Regions from separate parts of the Mus musculus genome. Here region 2 is linked to region 1. A link is a contact called in public promoter capture Hi-C data. All regions are on one chromosome and are shown on one strand. Each heading gives the region's core, a stretch centred on a gene start, on an enhancer-like site or on the middle of the called end of the contact. The rest is flanking DNA. Distances are from core to core; before and after follow the strand shown.

Region 1 (6,680 bases), core at 1,536-4,035:
GTGGCACTAAAGTTTAAACCTTCCCACAGGGACAGGTAACAAAGCACCAGCAAAGTTATCAAAACAGAAAGGCATTTTAGGTCATTGACAAATTGTGACACATTATTAGGTAGGATCATGCAAATTCAAAGCATTTGGCAATTTCAGGAACAGTTGCTTATTTTTCTACTGAAATTAAGAAAATTGAAAAGTTGCTGGGTGTGGTGGTATACACCTTTAATCCCAGCGCCTGGGAGGCAAAGGCAGGTAGATTTTTTTAAGTTTGAGACCAACCAGGTCTCAAATTCCAGGACAGCCATGGCTATGTGGAGAAACCCTATTTCAAAATAACAAACAAAACAACAAGAAAAGAAAAGAAAGAAAAGAAAAGAAAAGAAAAGAAAAGAGAGAAAAGGAAAGAAAAGAAAAGAAAAGAAAAGAAAGACAAGAAAAAGAGAAAATTGAGAAGCTTTTTAAAAATGGAAATATCTCCTCTCTTTTCGTAGCAGTGACTTGATGAGATGAACTAGTGAGCCATTACTGCACTGGTCTTGTGGTCACAGAGAATAAGAAAAAGCAATGGACTCTGTACTCCCAGGAAAAGCAGAGGGGTTTATAGCTTTGCCAACAATTCATTATGAGATGCTTGTTTCAACACTGTTTGACCAATACATTTCCCTTCGGGAGCCAGAATAACAAGCAAATGGTCAGCTGACCTTGAAATTCCTGAGTCAATATGTTGACAATGTGCTGCAGTGAATACAAACCTGAAAGCCAACCAATCAACCAATCAGAAGCAGCTTAGCATCTGCCAAGTTGGTGTTAGGTAGAGCATGCTCTTTGTATTTACTCCAACATAATAATTTTATTAATTATTTGGGGATTTCATGCAATGAATCCCAAGCACACTCTTTTCCTATTCCTTCTGGGTCCACACCCTCCTGTTCTTACACCCTACCCCCACCCCTCAAAAAAACAAAACAAAACAAAGTCCGATTTGTGTTACTCATGCACTCTTGGAGTAGGATCGGATTCTTAGTAGCCTGTCTCTTAAAAAATAACTGAGTTGTTCTCCCAACTCCTGCAAGAAGTCATCAACTGTGAAGAGCCACTTGACCATCATTATCACAATTTTTTATTAGATATTTACCTTATTTACATTTCAAATGTTATCCCCTTTCCTGGTTTCCCCTCCAAAACCCCCCTATCCGCTCCCCCCCCCCCCACTGTTCACCAACCCACCCACTCCCACTTCCTGGCCCTGGCATTTCCCTACACTGGGGCATAGAGCCTTCACAGGACCAAGGGCCTCTCTTCCCATTGATGACCAACTAGGCCATCCTCTGCTACATATGCAGCTGAAGCCATGAGTCCCTCCATGTGTACTCTTTGGTTGGTGGTTTAGTCCCTGGGAGCTCTGGGGGTACTGGTTAGTTCATATTGTTGTTCCTCCTATGGGGCTGCAAACCCCTTCAACTCCTTAAGGACTCTTCAATAGCATCATGAATAGACTTGCTTCTCTTTGTATGGGGGAGGGAGGAGGGAATGTCTGGTTCTCAGTTGTAAGCGTGCTTTTGAGGCTAAGTGAACCCTCTGTGTCATCAACACTATGGTAGCAATGTTCAATTATGCCTCCTAAGCTACAGGAACTTTCTCTCTCCATTACTCACATGACCCGAAACTTCCCAAGCTCTTTCTACACATTCTTTTTGTGCCCTGTAGCCTCCTCTAGTATTGCTCTTCCATTCTGAAACAAGCAATTTGGCTCCATCTGAGAGTGTCTGAGCCATTGCTTCTATACTGCAGGCACACAGGAAATAGTCAGATTTTTTATTTTCTTCACTTTGTGCAGATCCATTATGTTAATTACTTTATTTAGGGTACATTGTTTCTGAAAGATAGATTCAGGCTCTACATATTATCTATCTGCATTCTGTGAGTTTAACTTCATCAATACATTATATACTCAATATCTCTGAAGTTCAGCTTTTTAGGGGAAGTCTCAGACCAACCTTTCTCCTTCCTCCCCTGTTGTTCATGATGTGAGCGTCCATCTAGCTCCCCAAGAGGCCAATGTTGATCTTAACTTTCTCCTTCTTTTTTCCCTTTCCGGGATGAAAAGGGCTCTTTGTGTAATAGCCTGAAGTCTTTCACACTTATGCTCCCATTGTTAGAGTCTAACCCCTTTTGTCAGAAAGGTAGCAACGTTCAATTATAAGCCACTATGTTAAGTTTCTGTGAGCCCATTGTGGAGATTAAAAAATAGAACTGCAATATGGTGTATTATGTTTTTGTGACACTAGACATGCCTGCTTGACCATCACATACCACTTGCTCCATTCACAAACTGCCCACTGCTTTACAGTTTCTTTACAATCCATCCATCAGCGAAGGACAGAATCCAGTCCTTTGAGTCCACTACTCAAGGTTTTCTAACTCTGCTGGAAATAGCAGAAGGCCAGATGTGGAGTGTTTTTCTCTCCGAGTTTTACTAGGAAAAAACAAGGATAATTAATGCACAATAAAGTTTGAGTAAATGTTAGTGTTAAAAGATTGCATTTGTTTGTTGTCTGACATCTACATGTAGATTTCAGCAGAGTGGTAGGCTTTATGCAATTTGCTCAATCCTTCTTGCTGTTAATCCTCTAGACCACGACCCCTCAGCATTGGAAGCGTATGCATTTCTGTGAGCAAATGTGAGGTCTCTGGTTTCATTTTGCTCTCTGCTGGGCTGGCACTGTGCTATTCTAGCAGGAGAATGCCCAGGCATTTCACAGCAGAGCTTTGCACATGTTTATGGAGGAATGTGCCTTGGATCTGGCTGTTTTTGCTGGCGGCGCAAAGCAATGACTCCTTCAACAACAGCGGAGCTACACGATTGTCCTGTTTGACTTGGCAGTGGTCAGCGAGGCTTTGAGAGTTAGTCTCTGACCTCCTAGTCTGGGAGGTAGAAATGTAAAGAATCGTCTGTTGGGCATTGATTCTTATGTCAGTGATTATGCTAAAAGATATAAAGAAAGAGCATACGGCCCACCTTCAGAAAGTCGTACTCGTGGAAGTGGGTTCCAGGCTGGGCCTGCCATGAGTAGGGATCCAGAAGGCACGAGGGAGACCTGGATAATGTGTGCCATTATCACATCAGTCAGCATACCTTGCCTGACAATAGATATGGCAGTAAGCAAAGCTGAAAACTGGAAAGACCAGTGGTGACTCTTCTTCCATGGATGCCTGCCTGGCAACCTCTGTCACTATGGAAACTAGCAAGGGAGGAAGCTTCCCACTTGGTTCCAGTTTGTTTGTCTTGTGTCTAGCACACTTCATTGACTTCACTCTCTTGGGAAGGGGTATAATAGACTGTGCATGTCTACATAAAGAGGAATCATAGTCAGTCATCATTTTGAGGCCACACTCCAAAGACACTCCCAGCTGTTAGTATGCACAGAGGAAAGGGACTCTGAAAATGGGCCAACAGTAACAAGGAGACTGAGGCACTTACTGATGGCACCGTTGTGTCTATTCAACCACCAGATGGCCAGCTTTCTGAGTGATCAGATTCGCCCTACTGAGCTCTGGCTATAAAATACTTGCTCTACATTTTATAGCCTCAGCCCCATGTCAGAGGAGCTGACCACAGCTTGATGCCAGGCGCCCAGCAAAATGGGGATTAGTAAAACCTGTCTTGGTGCAGCCAAGGGCTCTCCAGCTGCTGCTTGCAATTAGGCTTGTTATCATTCTCTCAAGAAGCCCCTGTTGATGTTTAAATCCTAATTGGCAGGAGACACCTGTTTCCCACTGGCGAAGGACTCAGTCCCTTGCAGCAGCACTTGAGAGAGAGACTCAAGAAGTGCACAGGATCCTTCTTGTCTGTCTGTCTGTCTCTGTCTCTGTCTCTCTGTGTCTCTGTGTCTCTCTCCCTCCCTCTTCTTTCTCTCTCTCTGTCTGTCTGTCTCTCTGTGTCTCTGTCTCTCTGTGTCTCTGTCTCTCTGTGCTCTCTCCCTCCCTCTTCTCTCTCTCTCTGTTTGTCTGTCTCTCTGTGTCTCTCTCTCCCTCCCTCTTCTCTCTCTCTCTCTCTCTCTCTCTGTCTCTTTGTCTCTGTCTCTGTCTCTCTCTCCCTCTCTCTCTCTTCCTTTCTGTTTTTGCTGTATGAGGTTCTGATTCCCTTCTTTCTTTACTTCTTCTCCCCAGGGCAGAGTCTGGCTTCTCTCTAGAAACAAGAAGGCACAGGGCTCTGCATCTTTACTGAAGCAGGAAGTTTCCACTTGCCCCTCCCCTGGGCTGCCTCTGTGTCTTACAACAATCCTCTCTTGGCTTCAGCACTCTTTCCTGGCTAGTTCTGTTTGCCAGGAACTTGAATGCTGTCCATTCTGGTATTTAGATATTCATTAATTGCCTGCAAGCTGCTTGATGGTGTGTGGTTCGCTTCCTCCTGAGAGGAGCGCTGAGTGTATTTTTAGTTCCTGTCTTCATATAGCTTATATTCTGCACACTGCCAGGCATCCGAGGTGCATTTAATGATGCATGTGAAATGTCCTCATCTAAAGCAATGTCTGTGTGCAAGAAGAGAACTGGTAAAGGGTCCTATACCGTTACTTAAAAGTTTGAGCATTTTGGTTTTTCTTGATGCTTCACAGCTTCAGGCCAGCATGCCAGACTTTCATCTTGCAGCAGCTTGCGTTGCCATCTACAGAATTCACACATGAGAAACACAAAACTCAGTTACAAGAAAAACTCACAAACTGTTTTAGGGAAGTTTACTATTGTGTGTTGACTCACACCCAGAGAGATCTGTGGCAAGTTAGTCACTTTCACTGGGAAATTCAAGAATGTCTGAATTTGCCCTGACATTTCTCCTAATACTATGAGGCATTACCATTGTTCTTTATACACTTACAACTAAGGCAAGTATGGAGGAGTAAGACCAAAATAGACCCAGATGCACTGGGAGGGTGTGAGTTAGCACATGTCAGGGAGTGCTAGACTCCCAGCTCTTATTTTCAGCCAATAGCATTTCAGATGTCAGGTTCTGCCTCAGCTGGTATCACTCAGGCTTGCTTGGTAAGAACTTCCTTTCAGCTGAACTTGCCAGTTGACCGTAAGCTGCAGACTCAACCTTGCCACACCCTTGTGGGCTTGAGTGAAATCAGGTAAGCAGACAAGAGTTATGGCAGAGTCCATGCCTACTGAATACAAGTGTCATGCCATTGAAACGCAATACAATAAACCCTCATAGCATTCTTCATCGTTGCACTTACTGTTTGTATAGTTTTGGGAGATTTGGGGGTGTGTTTACTGGCATTGACCACTTCTGTAAAGAAATTGCAAGACCAGTTCTGTCTTCTTGAAGAGTCATTAAGCTGAGAGGATTGCTTACTGCACTTCTTCTCCTGGAATACCAGAACCTAAAGATGCTATGTCCCTCCCATAAGTGGTATAGTATTGTCATATAGCTTGCACATGCCCTTCTGTACTTGAAATCATTTCTACATTACTGTTGGTGCCTAACACAACACACGTGCCATGTCAGTAGATTACTTAGTGAATAATGACAAGAAAAATATCTGTCCACATTGGGTATGAATGGAATGTATATTGAGTAGGCTGTTTTCCATGTGCAGTTAGCTGAACCTGTGGACTTAACAAAATCTATGGATACAGATAGGATGAGTAAATCTTTAACAGTGGTTGGATATATGCAGTCCTTGCCTTTGCATGTTGGCTTTATTTAAACAATCACCCTTGGTCTTCAACTGTTGACAATGCCTTTGCTTTCCAAGCTTCTTCCAAAGGTAAGTCCCTGAGCTCTGTTTCAGAGCTAGATCATGACCATATTCAGAGAGCAGTGCCCTAAAGCGCATCAAGGATGTTTGGGACGAAGTGTGAGACTCTGTCGCTTCTGGTGGTTCTGAGGTAAGCAGCCCTGAGTGCCACAAAGAGCTAAGAGGAGAACTGGTGATTCATTCAGGAAGAAATAGCCTGCACCTGTGAGAGCACAGGAGTTGCCACTTGGCGTTCTTGGAGCACTGCATCAGCTGGAAAGCAGGCCCTGTCCCCAAGTGAACTAACAACAGCTTGCGGCTCTTGAGTGGCAGCGGGCCACTGTCACTTTGGGTTTTACTTTAGGAGTGAACACAAACCTATGATTGTAACAGGAGCAGAAGAAAGTGTCTGCTTAGCAGCATTCATGCTTGCCAGGGGTGGGGGAAAGCCCCTGCAGAGGGCACAATCTAATAAGCATGTTCTTACGGTACGCCCCTCGGCCGGGCTGCCTTATCTTCAGTAATCCCATTCTGTGTCCCGGAATCATATTATTTGGCCATGGATCAAACTCCTTGTAGTTTTGGCTTGGGAAGACAATGAAACATGATCTCAAGACAAGAAAGGATCAGGAGCAGACAGTGGCTCCCGTGGCCCCCCAGCAGTGCAGTGCTGAAGCCAACATCACATCAGGAAAATATATTTACCAGATGGGTAGAGAAGATGAATGCCCCGTTCCAGCTGTGCAGTACTGCCCTGACGGTTTATGATCTCAGACAGGAACAAATTGATGTGAGAGATAAGAAGCCCAGAGCACAAAGCTTAGGTGGCAGGCTGTCACTGGCACCCAGCCTTGTCTACTATGCTTGTCACTCAGAAGGCCATTTATCAGGAAGAGCCCCTTAGGATACAGTAATATGGAAAAAAGAAACAATGTCCATGCTTAA
Region 2 (6,680 bases), core at 2,761-5,260, 800 kb before region 1:
ATTAATTATTATTGATGAATATCACCTACTATCTCCATTGATGAGCATTAATATTGATGAGTGCTAATTAATTAATTAATCAATTAATTAACTGTACCTTATGGTATCTCGCAACCAGTTTACCCTGGGAATCAAACACCACATCAGTGTTGTACTGGAATCTGCCGTCAGGTGGACAGTGAGAGTCGCTGGTGTTACACGGCTTCTTGTCTCCCATGTTCGCCACAACATAGATGGAGTTGTTCTTGGCCAAGCAGCTGAGTCTCTCCTGCACCGGGGTAGAGCCAAATCTGGTATATATTTCCATTGGGAGAGAATTTTTTTAAAAGTCTGGATTAGTTTTTAACAAAAATCTATGGTTTGGTGTATACAACAATTCAAAATGATAGGTAGGAAAAAAAGGATTAAGACAACAAAAGGCTTCAAAGGACGCCAATAGTGGGAATTTGGCCATAGAAATATATTCTGGGGTTAAGAATCTATCCATACCTATTTCTGAATCATACTATGTGTCAATATGTCATTGTACATGCAATTGTAGAATGTCTGCAGCATACTCTGAACACTGTAAAGCAAATCCTTCCGTGGTCTGTTCATGAAATAAGGCCTGATAGGAGATGCACTAGGAAGAACTAGGAAATAAATGCATGACTCAAAATTCAGAATTGGACTGGAGGGAAACTGGAAGGTAGCAGAATAAAGAAGACTCTGGAACCTGTCTCCTAGATACAACTGCACTGCAGAACCTGTACTGACTAGTCTGCAATTCTGTAGTCCATTCAACAGCCCACAACGTAGTTAAATTCCTCAACTCTGATCTGATTAGTAGTGTCTATTCTCCGCCCAGCCCCAGCCCTAGCCGGCTGCCCTGTAGTAAGGCTGCCCTGCCACGCTGCCCTGCACTGCGTGTAAGACTGCCCTGCTCTGCCATGCCTCTCCATTCTGATGTATGATGTCACCATGAGTCTAAAGGACTAGGCCACGTGAGCACAGATTAAAGCCTCTGCAACTCCGAGTTTCCTTTTAAGTTGGTTTATGTCCACTGTCCAGTGATAGAAGCAGAGATCTGACCAACACAGGAGTGTCTTCAACTCCTGTTCCTGGTAAAACAAGAAGAGGCTCATAACTGAGCTGGGCGTGGGCTTGTTTTTTTGTTTTTGTTTTTGTATCTTTGAGAATTTCTTATATGTCTACAGTGTAATGTAATCATATCTGTCTACTCTCCTCCTCACGTCTCCCCCTACTCGCTACCCTCTGCATACTGTTAATTTTACCTTTTAGGGTTATCACAGGGTATCCAGTTTACTTGAGGGTCTGGGATCTCCTCCAGGTATGGGTAGATCGTATCCCTGGTGAAACGCACACCGTATATGCCATCTTCTGGAGTCACAATAATGTGCGCACCCTGTTAGAAACAGAGAGTTAAAACACTTCTCAGGCACACTAACTCGCAGAGGTGGGCTGCAGAGTTGAGGGACTGAGAGGCCGGCTGGGCGTGGTAGGAGAGCTCAGTGAGTCAAGGCCAGCCTAGAAGACACGGCAAGCTCTAGGACAGTCAAGGTGACATGGATGACAAGATGGGGGGGATGGATACTTTTCAGTCATATTCTTCAGTTTTCTCTATTTTTCTTTTCCCAAGCTATTTGCTTGTGTTGTGTTGTGTTGTGTTGTGTTGTGTTGTGTTGTGTTGTGTTGTGTTATGAGGCAGGCTCTCATGTAGCCCACCCTGGCCTCAAACTCACTGTCTATATGGCATAGATTTAGCTTAAAGTTCTGATCCTCCTGCCTCTGCCTCTACCTCCCACGTGCTGAGATCACATGTATACATCTGCATTTCCCACACACTTTCTTTCTTTCTTTCTTACTTACTTTCTTTCTTTCTTTCTTTCTTTCTTTCTTTCTTTCTTTCTTCCTTCCTTCCTTCCTTTCTTTCTTTCTTTCTTTCTTTCTTTCTTTCTTTCTTTCTTTCTTCCTGGGTTTTTTTTTTTTTTTTTTTTTTTTAGATTTTTCGAAACAGGGTTTCTCTGTAAAGCCCTGGCTGTCCTGGACCTCACTTTGTAGACCAGGCTGGCCTCGAACTCAGAAATCTGCCTGCCTCTGCCTCCCGAGTGCTGGGATTCAAGGCGTGTGCCACCACGCTGGCCACTTTCATTTTCTAATCCTGCCCTATCACACCGGTGACTTTTTAATGCACACTAACAGCTGTCTACGCCATCCAGAGCTCTGCAATCCCTCTACCCCTTAATTATAAACCCATTCCTCTCCCCCCCCCCCCTTCAAATCAACCCCTTTTTGAACTTTGGTCAATTGTGCCTGGCTCAACTGGATTGATTCACCACTCAATCCCTGTTTGGTACCTCAGAATTCTCCTGCATTTCAGGAGATAGGACACCGTACACTGGTCACCTAGCCTATTCCTTGCCTAAAGGCAATGGGCACTTTGGGATTGGAGAACCACCTTGAAGATTGCTGTGGCCTTTAAAGAAACAGTTGGACTAAGGGTGAAATATCAACATGTAAATATATATATATTTAATTAAATAATATATTATTTATTATATTACTATATAATAGTAATACACACACATATTAATTAGTTGGCTACTGGGTCTCACTGTGTATGTAACCCTGGTTGGCCTGGGGCTCACAGGGATGTACCTTCTTTGGGGGCCCTGGGAGTAAAAGCATATGCTGCTATACCCACCACACTGGTGTGTTTCTATTTGTTACTGTTAACCATACTTCACATGTCCCTGGTGTATAATTGACCTCTGAGTTCTTACTTAAACCCTTCTATCCAAACCACACTCACATTGCAAAATTTGCTTTAAACTTCACACTTAGCAGACATAGTGCAATTAAAATGAACGGATGACTATAATACTTAGTGTCAGGAGTTTGTAACCAGTTTAATTATTTCAGGCTGTAAGCTAAATGTCTGTGGCCATGCACTCTGAACACCCCAGATCTTGTAACTGTAAATGCACCCAAAGAAGGTATGCTGAAGTTATTTCAGTCTTAAAAAAACAACTGAAGGGGGCGTGGCTCAAGAGATGGTTCAGTGGCTGAGATCACTGGACCCAGATTCAAGTCCCAGCACCCACAGAGCAGCTCCCAACTTCCTGAAACAGTTCCGGGAGATCCAATACTTTCGTCTGACCTCTGTGGGTACCTGGCACACATACGGTGTGTACTCGCAGGCAAACCACTCACACACATAAAATAACCATTTTTCAAAAAGGGAATAGCAAATGGTCTCTGCTGTGTTTATAACGTTTCTTTTATATATAGCAGAAAGGAAAACCCAAAATGCTATTTCGTTCCTCAAAGTCTTGCTTAAATAATGAGCAGAATGTTATTTTCAAACTCTGTTCCCTTCCTTTGTTACGGATGTGTAATAGTGTGTTTAATAATTTTGAGGTGAAAAGATTCTAACTGTAAAACAAAGCACCTTGGCTATGCTAATGTAGTGAGCGGAACTGACCCCCGACAGGCACCCTGTTTCCCGAGAGCTATCCCTATCCCTACCACACGGTCCCTCCCCCATCCTCAGGACTCGGTACTCATCCTCAGGACTCGGTACTCGGGAGAGAGGAGATAGGATACCTGCTTCGCTGCAGATACGATCGCTCCTTCCAGAAGGTCCAGATTCTGGTTCATTAATGCCAGAGCCTCACTGTGAGACACTGGCAACAGGGTGTCCTTAGGCAGGATCACAGCATGCTCGTAAACAGCCGCGAGGAAAGTATCCAGCGAACTGGCTTTTAAGACACAGAGGGCAGAAAACGCTGCAGCACACGCCAGCCACCAAGACATGCCCATGCTGAAGTCCAAAGACTGCGGGAAACCAAAACCTTGCAGGATACTTTTATAAACAAGGCATGAGTCACGTGGTTCCCAGACCTTGGTAGCTTCAAAAAATTTTTTTTCAAAGTTAAGAAAACTTTGTCCCTGAAAGCAACAGTTTCAGAAATGTCCTTAGTTCTCTGGTCAGGAATGCAGACAAGAACAGAGGTTACTTATCGCCTCCTAAGTGAGCCCCCACCCACTGCCTGGAGGTCACACGTGAGGTTATGACAGGAATCTAGTCCCTGTCTGGTAAAAGCTTTGGAACCGTATCTTCAGATTTTCAGTGTAAACTTGTGTTATAGCTATCTGCCAGTTTCAGCCCATCTCCAAACAGATTTTATGATTATCCCGTCAGAGGGGAAAGTTACAGAAGCATTGATTAAGGCTCCGTGGAAGCCCACTGTGGAAAGCTATTTCTTTGGCTTGGGGAATACCTAACATTCCAAACTACCTACGAGATAAGAGTTAATAGTCCTTCTGGGCGTGGGAAGGTCAATCACCTAGCCAAGGCACTGCCCCTCAGAAAGGTGGATTCTTTTTAAGCCACGCTAAAGAAAGAGACAGGAAGAACAATCATCCCTAAAAAAATATTATGCTGAGAGGGCAGTTGCTCCAAAGCCATCTTAAGGTTCTGTTGGCTCAGAAAGCTGTTCTCTCTCTCTCTCTCTCTCTCTCTCTCTCTCTCTCTCTCTCTCTCTCTCTCTCTCTGTGTGTGTGTGTGTGTGTGTGTGTGTGTGTGTGTGTGTATCTGGCTGTCTTTGGCTTTCTGGCTGTCTGTCTCTGTGTCTGTCTTTGTCTCTCTGTGTCTCTCTTCTTCTTCTTCTTCTTCTTCTTCTTCTTCTTCTTCTTCTTCTTCTTCTTCTTCTTCTTCTTCTTCTTCTTCTTCTTCTTCTTCTTCTTCTTCTCTTGCTTTCAGATGCTAGCCAGAGGCAGTTTGTGTCCAACCTCCAAGCCTAACTCAAAACAACAAGGCTTTGTAACTTTGTCCCCTCCTCCTCCTCTGCACACCTTCTGACATTTACAGCTTGCCTGCCCTGGGGTTTTCTTTAAATTCAAATAAAAACTCTTCAAGTTTTGTTTTATTTTTGTTTGTTTTGGAAAGGTGAAAAAACATTGTGAAGCTGAGTATAGTGACACAGGCCTTTAATCCCAGCACTCAGCTGTCACTTGAACTGTGAGTTCAAGGCCAGTCTGGTCTACACAGTGAGTTTCTGGACAGCCAGGGCTGTATAGTGAGATCCGGTCTGCAAAACCAAAGAAGAAAGAAAGAAAACATTGCATCTTCACATTATTCTAAGAAAACAAAAGAGCTTCTCTCTCAGATGAGGAACAGGTAAGGGGTCCTGTGTAAAGTACCCAGGCCTGCTACCTGGCTACGTCGTACTGCGAGCAATGTGAAGAACATGGGTATATTGTATCCTGGTAGCAAAGTGAGCCTCCAGCCAAGGCTGTAAGAGCGGACCTGCTCCTGTCTCTCTCTCTTTGGCATGTACCTGACTGCCTTCCTCCTGTGTCTCCAAATGATGAGCATGTGTGTGTTTAGATTTCTTCTTTTCACAAAGTCACCACACAGTGGATGTGGTACCCAGTCCACTCCAGTATGACCTCCTCTTAACTGATGGTATCCTGAATCCTATTGCTTAATAGAGCACGTGGTCACATCTTGATGAACTGGATTTCAGCACAGGATTTTTTTTTTCTTGCAACACCTGTGTTTTAGAATTTCAACATGTCTAAGTAGTGTAAAGAGTAACTAGCTTTACAATTTTGAAGTTATTAAACTATCTCCATGTGAGCACTTGAATGACTTTTGGGCACAGTTAAGTCCCAGTTCACTTAGTGGTGACCTCTTGCAGCATGCCCCCTTCTTGGTGGATAGGAGACTACACACTTTGTCAAGAGTGATGAAAAACAGCCAACACATGGTTGTAGCCACGGTCACTCCTCCTGAGAGACCCAGAGAAAGGGCAGAAGATGGAGAACCACCCAAGTATTATAAGTAGTCACTACCTAACAGTTTAGGAATGAGTTCTCTGGGACAAAATTTGAAACCAGGATGAGTCCTAGACCCACTAAGGTTTTTTTGTTTTTTTTTTTTTTTAATGTGCATATTTTTTTGAGGCACAGTGTCACTATGTAACACGCCTTGGCTGGCCTGAAATTCCTGCCTCTGCCTCCCAAGCACTGTGTTCAAAGGTTTGCACCACCACACCTGGCTCAAAATATTTTACAAAGACTCTTACATTGAATTCCTCGTCTAAAGTGTATGATGTTTACCAAGTGACCCGTCCAGCAGGTCCAGTTATTCGAGGGTCTTGAGGGGACCTTCTCCTAAGAACCAAATTGGGGGGTAGAGAGAGACGAGAACCTTGTGCGAATAACGACATGGAAACAGTCTGAGAAGCATCAAGGTCCCAATGTATTGGGCAAGGCCCAAGGCCTAAATGCACAAACAAAAGGGGAAGTACAGGTACTTATCAGTGGGAGGGGTGGGGCAATAGAATTGCACAAGCAAAAGGAGAAGTACTTATCAGTGGGGGGGGGGGCAATAGAAATTTTTTCTTTTGGCAGCTACATGGGGAAGCAGGAACTTGGTGGTATCAGGGTGTGGTCAGGACATCGGAGATGACTTAGGGCTAGAACATTCTGTGGTTGTTCTCAGAATCGGTGTGTTGGTGAACCGATTTTGACCCCCTTTTCTTCTTGGGGGGAGAGGCCCAATTCAGAGATCAGGACAATTGTGTTGTCTTAATGGCTCCCAACAACCAAGGATCTCACCACAAGATAGAACTCCCTACATGCCTTTAGAACAGTCTGTGACCCTCTGAACT

Evidence for each region. Promoter capture Hi-C pulls out the DNA fragments that hold promoters and counts their contacts.
Region 2: a contact with region 1 is called in a promoter capture Hi-C map of frontonasal cranial neural crest, with 4 times the contacts expected there. The contact joins the promoter of Vnn1 here to the enhancer-like site in region 1. A contact is called at or near these places in 10 of 39 promoter capture datasets (the 3T3-L1 cell line, 3T3-L1-derived adipocytes, embryonic stem cells and 5 more).

What each region holds. Positions count from the first base shown.
Region 1 is chr10:23,088,781-23,095,460 of GRCm38.p6, reverse strand. No RefSeq gene overlaps it. Among named protein-coding and RNA genes, the nearest start is that of Gm24655, 75 kb to the left of the region's middle. Within about 2 kb of position 2,785, at least 11 of the 459 cell types and tissues checked have an H3K27ac peak or open chromatin away from gene starts, as enhancers often do.
Region 2 is chr10:23,892,018-23,898,697 of GRCm38.p6, reverse strand. Vnn1 (vanin 1) reads right to left here and starts at 4,010. Exons shown (of 7, transcript NM_011704.3): 1 at 3,607-4,010; 2 at 1,275-1,405; 3 at 98-290. The coding sequence starts at 3,822.